Linked DNA regions of Siniperca chuatsi: region 1 is linked to region 2. Evidence: chromatin contacts called from public Hi-C data. All regions are on one chromosome and are shown on one strand. The core of a region is the stretch at or near the end of the contact, and the rest is flanking DNA. Distances in the headings are between cores, read along the strand shown.

Region 1 (3,409 bases), core at 523-3,022, 33 kb after region 2:
TTAGCTTTAGCGTGTACAAGAGAGAGACGTTAACTGATATTACGTTAGAAGACGCACACGTTGGATATTTTCTAAGCATGGACCAAGTAAAGCAACAGTGAACACACCGGTTGGTGCGGATGTCATTTGTTACCACATTGGTTTAAATCGTTTCGATAGGCTACGTCATTAACAACAAGCCTGTTGTTGTGCATACGGAATTGCAGGTGAAAAACTGACGGGAGTTTTTTGGGCGACTTTATAAAACATAGTGCTGACAAAGAAAGTCAGACACATAAAAAGACTGCCAATAAAAAGACAGTTGTCAACTTTAATACTTAATATACAATATTGTTAAGAATAGTTAAATAAATAAATAGATAAATAAATACACAATAAATAGAAGGCTTCAAATAGACCCCGTGATTGGAGATCCAGAGATCGGTGATCGGCCCCAAAAATCCTGTTTGGAGCACCCTTACTTATATTAGATTGCTTTTTCTTAACTGGAAAAACCTGTGCACTTTTTCCTCTTACCACCCAATTTGATTTTGATGTAAATCCCCCAGCTAAATACAGCAAGTGGTAAGTTCACTGTGGGACATAACGCATGCAGACTTAAATGTGATTTGTTTCAGTTTTCTGTGCCCAGCTACCTGTGACTGACTGTTGTTTGTTCAACTTTTATCTTTTATTTAAGAATTCATTTCCTTATTATATCAGCTCAGTTAATCAATTTTGGTTTTAAATTGTATCTTAAATTCAATTTCCGGTGGCTTAGCACTACATAGCCTGCAGTGAATACAGAATAGATGCACTCAAGGACAAGGCTACAACTGCATATTTCAGACAAGCATCTCTTTACCGTTGCTCAGTCTAAGCTGTTTTCATGCGTTTTGCTGCAGGTGTTGCAAGTTACTGCAGTCTTGGCTTAGAGGTCTGCTATTATCAGTCAACTGTAATGAGAATTGTTCCACAGAAGTGATATTATTAGTCTCTGAATTCAACTGCGTGCTTAGAGTGTGCATGTTTTCAGTCCATCCAAAGACTGCAGCAGGTGATTTCACTGGTTAACTCATCTTAAAGCAGACAGGGGGAACTGACCTGTGAAATTACTTTCTGTGTTGTTTAGTGGAGTGAAAAGCCTTATACACTCTGCTTATTGTTTATTTCCTCTGCTCTAAACATTGACCTTTTATCTAAAATTCTCCTCTCTGTCTATCTGTCTTTCTCTCTCCCTCTTCTCTTTCCCTGTCAGACGCAGGCCATGCGTATTGTGCGGACAGTAGGTCAGGCCTTTGAAGTGTGCCATAAGCTCAGTCTGCAGCATGCTGAGCAGGATGCAGACGGACAGGCGGATGGAGAGAGTGACAAGTCCACAGAGGAGCCCAGCAGTCATGGTGAGGACTACCTGAAAGGGTTTACTGTTATCTGCTTTGCACAGTATTGCCTTTGCAGAGTACATTCAAATACACAAATACACATTTTGGGTTATTATATTCTGGCTGATTTTTGTGATTACAAAGAAATATTTAAAATATAGTAAAATGTAAATGATTATTACAATATATTAAAAGAAGGCCTTCAAAGTTAGAAATAAAATCCTGAAAACTTTGTTAACAGTGACCTGATTCTTTGCCTTTGTTTGCATATATCTTTGTGAGCCAGAATCTGTTTGTACAGTTTAGTTTCTGTTTAGCAATGTGTAAACACCTGCTGCGTGTCTGAGCCTTCCAGCTGTTAGAGAGCAGAACAACTCTTTGTGGGCCAAACAGAAGGAACACAGCACAAAGATGCAAGCATTAAACTACTTTTTTAGTGAAATGATGTGCTGCATATACCAAGCTATGTTATTAGATAATTAATTGAGAAGTTTTTTTCACCCCCATTACAGTAAGTCAAATGCAAAATGCTGAAGCATTTTAGGTTTTTACTGTTCAGTTTATTAAATCTGAATCTAGTTTTGAATCTCTTATTTAATCCACATGTCTTCAACTTTAAACATATAAACAACATTTATACCAGAAGTAAAAAATAACAAATGAAAGATCAAAATTTGAAGTCTACTTACCTGAATGTTGTAATGTCCAAATGTGGTAGTATGCACTGCCAAATGCACCTTGCCTCCTTGCAATGGCTGTAAATAGATCTGATATCAGAAATAAGAAGAGTTGATTCACTGCACACTTCACTGGTGTTAAAGTGACTAAAGTCATCAGATTTATGACTTCAGTCTGAGTTAAAGTCATGTGATTCGAATGTTTAAAAATGTGAACCAACCAAATAATTGTGGAAACAAAAGCATACAAACATACAGAAAGCTTTGTGGTTACTGGGGTGCGTTTCACCAATGCCCTCTTCACTTTCTAGATGTTTTATAAAGTGAATGAGTACGATTATGGTTTCTTACAAAGAAATAATGCTCAAGATTCTTCACAGAGAAGCATGCTGTTATATTAAAACACACATTTTACCTTAAACATCTGGTTTGAACAATGGTATTGTGGAAAACATGGTGTTTATGAGCTTATATTGGTCATTTTGGTCACATGAGGACCATCTCTCTCCTGGTTAAAGCTTGACTTGTCCATTTAGTTTGATTACATGCCTCTTTATGGCCTAAACTGAACCATCAACCCTCACTGGCTCATTAATCCAGCACAGCAGTCAAACAGTAACCACACAAATGTCCGGTTACACTGGAATGTAAACAGATTTAAGGGACATGAAGCTAATCCAGATTTGAGTGTTCTCTGAGGCCTCATGCTGCCTGCATTCATTTCATGTGAGATGGAGGGTAAAGATTAAAGATGGGAAAGTTTCCCGTGATTACAACTGTCATGCCATTGAACAACACAAGAGGGTGATTGCCAGTGTTACCAGTAATGAGTGTAATTTGCACAGTGAATGAATAGTTGTCTAGCACTAAGCTACAGTTGTGTGACACTCAGAGTTGATCATGTGGGGGTAAAATACTGTGTATGTGCTCAAAATGGAATTAATTTAGGGTTTAGTTATCTAAATGCAGGCAACCATGATTGTTTGCTTTTTATAGATTCTTATGCATTATTTTACAGTGAAGATGGCTATATCAGAGCTTTCAGAAGGATATCAAATTACACAAATCTACTGTATAAGATGCATTTATATTTAAAGGAATAGTTGGACATTTTGGGAAAGATTTAGAAGAGAAGATTGATACCACCCAAAGCCAGTGTTATATATAAGGCTACGGCCAGCTGCCAGCTAACTTAGCTTAGCACAAATACTGGAATTGGGCGAATGAGGATATTTCCCTTTTTTTTTGCATTAAGTAACTCACATGGCTGGCCCCTGGCTCTGGAAGTATTTTTCCCTTCTCTAAATTCAAGTTTCAAATGTATTTAATAATAACCGCGATGTTAATCAACTCATAAAACCAGGAGTCTCA
Region 2 (3,533 bases), core at 29-2,528:
GTATTTCATTAATATGGCTTAGTTTTAATCAAGCATTTAACCTAGTATTTAATTAATTATTGAATATATTACTATTAATACTAGTAGTAAAAAGGGAGGACACACTTTTTATGGGAAGTGAACCTGTGATGCTCCACTTGCAGGTTTATTATCGGCCTGGACATAAATGATAGTTTTAATGTTAATACCAGCAGCTGCAGTGGCAGCAGTAATATGACAACAACATGGTATAAGAGGTGGAGGCTTGATAAAGGCTGAGCATCAGGAGAATCAACCCTACCTCATTTCCACTTTATGAGCAGCAAATAGCCATTTATTGTCTAAACAGAGATGTCATTGTGTAGTCATTATAACGATTTGTCATGCAGGTAATAATGGCTATTTAGTGACTGAACTGTTGTTATCTACTAAAAGACTAATTTGGGCTCCTGTGGGGAAACTCCAAGGATGATGAAAACAACCAAATGAGGTTTTGTGATGATGAATCTCAGCCATTTGATCAGCATCCTGACTGTAATGCAGTTATGAATAGCAAAATATAATGTGAAAGATGCCTTTTATATTGAGAAGAATAGCCTAAGGCTCATGGCCTACAGTAGAATCACTGCACGAGGAAATAAGGAAAAAAGTAGCCTAGATCTGAAAATGAAAAGTAAGTTGTTTAATTTAGGGGAATGTTATATGACAAGACCAAATATTCATCTATCCAGACCTTTTTTTGGAGATAGTGGTGGAATAAAAACAGTAATGGCACAGTGTAGAAATACTCAATTACTAGTAAACGTCTTGCATTCAAAACTTAATAAGTAAAAATGCAGATGTATTGACAACAAAATGTAGCCTACTTAAAGTGTCAAAGTAAAGGCAGAATGGTCCCTGTCAGTATTATATTATTGGATTGTTATTGATGCTTTAACATGTAAACAGTAGGCTACTTTAATGTTGCAGTACTTTAAGGTGGAGTTCATTTTAACTGCTTTACGTAGGCTACTTTTGGGTAGTTTAATCTATAACTGCACATTTTATATATTATGTGTAGTATATAAATCTTACTATGATAAGTAACTAACTTGTCAAATAGCCTAAATGTACTGGAGTAAAAAGTACAATATTTCGTATAATGTCAAGTAGCAGAAAATGGAAATAGTCATGTAAAGTACAAGCACCTCATGTACTTGAGTGAATGCCCCGAGGGGGGGGAACTAACTAACTTGCCGGTTTTCCTCCCTGCTCCTGGTTGCATCATGCTTCGGAACTTTGCTCCAATGAGCTGCTTGCTTTGTGCGTTGTGGAGGGAGAGAGAGAGAGAGACGCGAATAAAAAAAAAAATCCCCACAGCGAGCAACATCACCTGCGGAGAGACACGCCAGCTTCTTACGCTGGATTCCTCCCGTGGCGTTGGGAACAGACATCATCCACGTTGCTGTGTGGTTTGTTTGTTGTTGTTTTTTTACGAGAGGCGTTATCAGGAAGGAAATCTTTAAGTGTCTCTCGGTGTATTGTCACAGGAGAAGGGGCACCCAAATCTGTCCCTCTTGAGGACGGGACCTTTGAAGCTCAAAGCAACAACAATGGACTACGCTTCCACAGGGAACTCACTCTTGGAGCCGTGCTGTACACACACATGGGATTGTAGCGTTTCAAACCCAGACGACATTTGTCTGTTGAGTTGTTAAACTGTGTTTCCGTGTCGGGGGTCGTCAGTCGGAGCCCGTGATGCCCGCGAGGAACAGGTACAACCTGGTGGACGATGTGGCGGACTCGAGGGTGCCGCTCCATAATGAAGAGGCTTATCAGCATGGGATTCATTTCCAAGCCAAGGTGAAAGGAACATAGTTTTTTTCTCCTTATTTTGACACTGTTTAACCACACGGTCAGTTCAGAGTTGTGTTGTGTTGGAGTGGCAGGTGCACTGGACCCTTTCAGTTGGGATCCATCATGAAGTTTGAACACATGGCAGTGTGGGCTATTCAACTACACACGTGGATTAATGCCGCAAGTCTGATGGAGTGTGTAGTTTATTTGTCTCATATTTCATTTGTCTAACATAATCCTTTAAAACTGGTGTGGATGTCCTTATTTTTCATGCTCTAAGGTGAACTTAGTGTATTTTCAGGTTTCCCATTGAATTATTAAGTTCCCAGGGAAGCAGTATTCATATTTTTGTGGCCCTATTCATACAAGCCAATCTGTAACTTTGTCCTGGGCTGTCTGAGCTGATTTGCACCATAGACTATAGCTCTTAATTCATTTTAGGGGTTGAACAGCAAACAGAGCACAGAGGTAGAAAGGGTTAAAACAAGGGAGTGTAATTGGTCCAAAGTTCAATCACAAGGCTGCTTGTGTCTTATATTTAGTATCTTAGTATTAGGCTTCCTCATTAAGCAGCATTCTCATCTCTGTCTTTCTTTCTTAATATTTATTTATTTCATTGAGTGTTGTGAACACAATCACGTAGTAAATCCATGACAGACAATTTCTCACTGTGGATATTCAACACTTTTCAACAAAACAAATAGGAGTAAGAATCTGATGGAAGGTGGGACAGAGAACACTCACAGAAAGATACACGCAGCCACATAAACACACATGCATCCTTCCTCATATAGCAGCATGAACATATTGTACAAATTGTATTTGATACGAAAAAACTATCTCAGTGAATTACTAAATTCACCAATACACCTTGAGTTGAGGTAGTTTCAGTTTGTCTTTCTGTTTTGTTTTTGTATTATGTAGTCTGTAGGGTGAGCATCACCACATATTGTAGACAGTGAGCAGGCAATTTTTGTCTGTATAAAAGTCTACTTTTGCTTTGGGAGCTGTTGGAGTTGAATAAGCTGATGGCTGTGATCAGTCCCAGCGCTTAGTGAGAATAGAGATTGATTTAATAAGTAACATCAATGAGTTTGTTACGTGTGATTATGGAAGATTAATTGTACAGCCGTAGTGTGTGGGATAATATCTTCTAATGTGTGTGTGTGATTGTTTACTACAGTACGTGGGGAGTCTTGACGTTCCCAGGCCCAACAGTCGGATGGAGATCGTGGCAGCCATGAGAAGAATCAGGGTAAGATGAAATCATTATCTCATGAGTGTTTAAGAGCAGAAGCACACACATACTCTTCTTCAGTCCTGTGGTGATTGTTCCATCATGGAGGACAGAAACTATCTTTACAGTAACACAGTAATCACACACACAATGCACACAAAAAAAGTGTGCGGCTGTCAGGGTAAATTTGTATTGAGAATGTAGTGACGCATGTACTGGCTGGAAACAGAACACGACTTCTGAAAGCAATGCAGGGATGAATTTAGTAGAAAGAAAAAGCAATAAGAGAGAGGTGGATTGCATGGCTTTCTTTGCTGAATAGTACATTGCCCTTTTCTAGATAGAGAGTTTGTGAGAGTTGAAGGGCACAGTGTGTGTGTGTGCATGTTATTGCTGCCTTTGACTGAAGACAGACTGTGGCTTATTATTATTGTCCTGAGCTGATAGTTTATTAAAATTTCACCAATCAACCTTTTTTGAG

Evidence for each region. Hi-C and Micro-C count contacts between places; a contact is called where the count stands out from the background.
Region 1: a Hi-C map of liver shows a contact between it and region 2, with 2.5 times the contacts expected there. The contact joins the enhancer-like site here to the promoter of si:dkey-34e4.1 in region 2. A contact is called at or near these places in 2 of 3 Hi-C or Micro-C datasets (liver and skeletal muscle).

Annotation. Positions count from the first base shown.
Region 1 is chrLG18:7,547,264-7,550,672 of ASM2008510v1, forward strand. si:dkey-34e4.1 (carboxyl-terminal PDZ ligand of neuronal nitric oxide synthase protein) reads left to right here. Exons shown (of 11, transcript XM_044175471.1): 6 at 1,238-1,379. Among protein-coding and RNA genes, the nearest start is that of si:dkey-34e4.1, 33 kb to the left of the region's middle. Within about 2 kb of position 1,773, the one cell type or tissue checked has an H3K27ac peak away from gene starts, as active enhancers do. A contact at or near this core is called in liver, where this site is marked.
Region 2 is chrLG18:7,514,638-7,518,170 of ASM2008510v1, forward strand. It overlaps si:dkey-34e4.1 (carboxyl-terminal PDZ ligand of neuronal nitric oxide synthase protein), which reads left to right and starts at 1,279. Exons shown (of 11, transcript XM_044175471.1): 1 at 1,279-1,821; 2 at 2,999-3,070. The coding sequence starts at 1,717.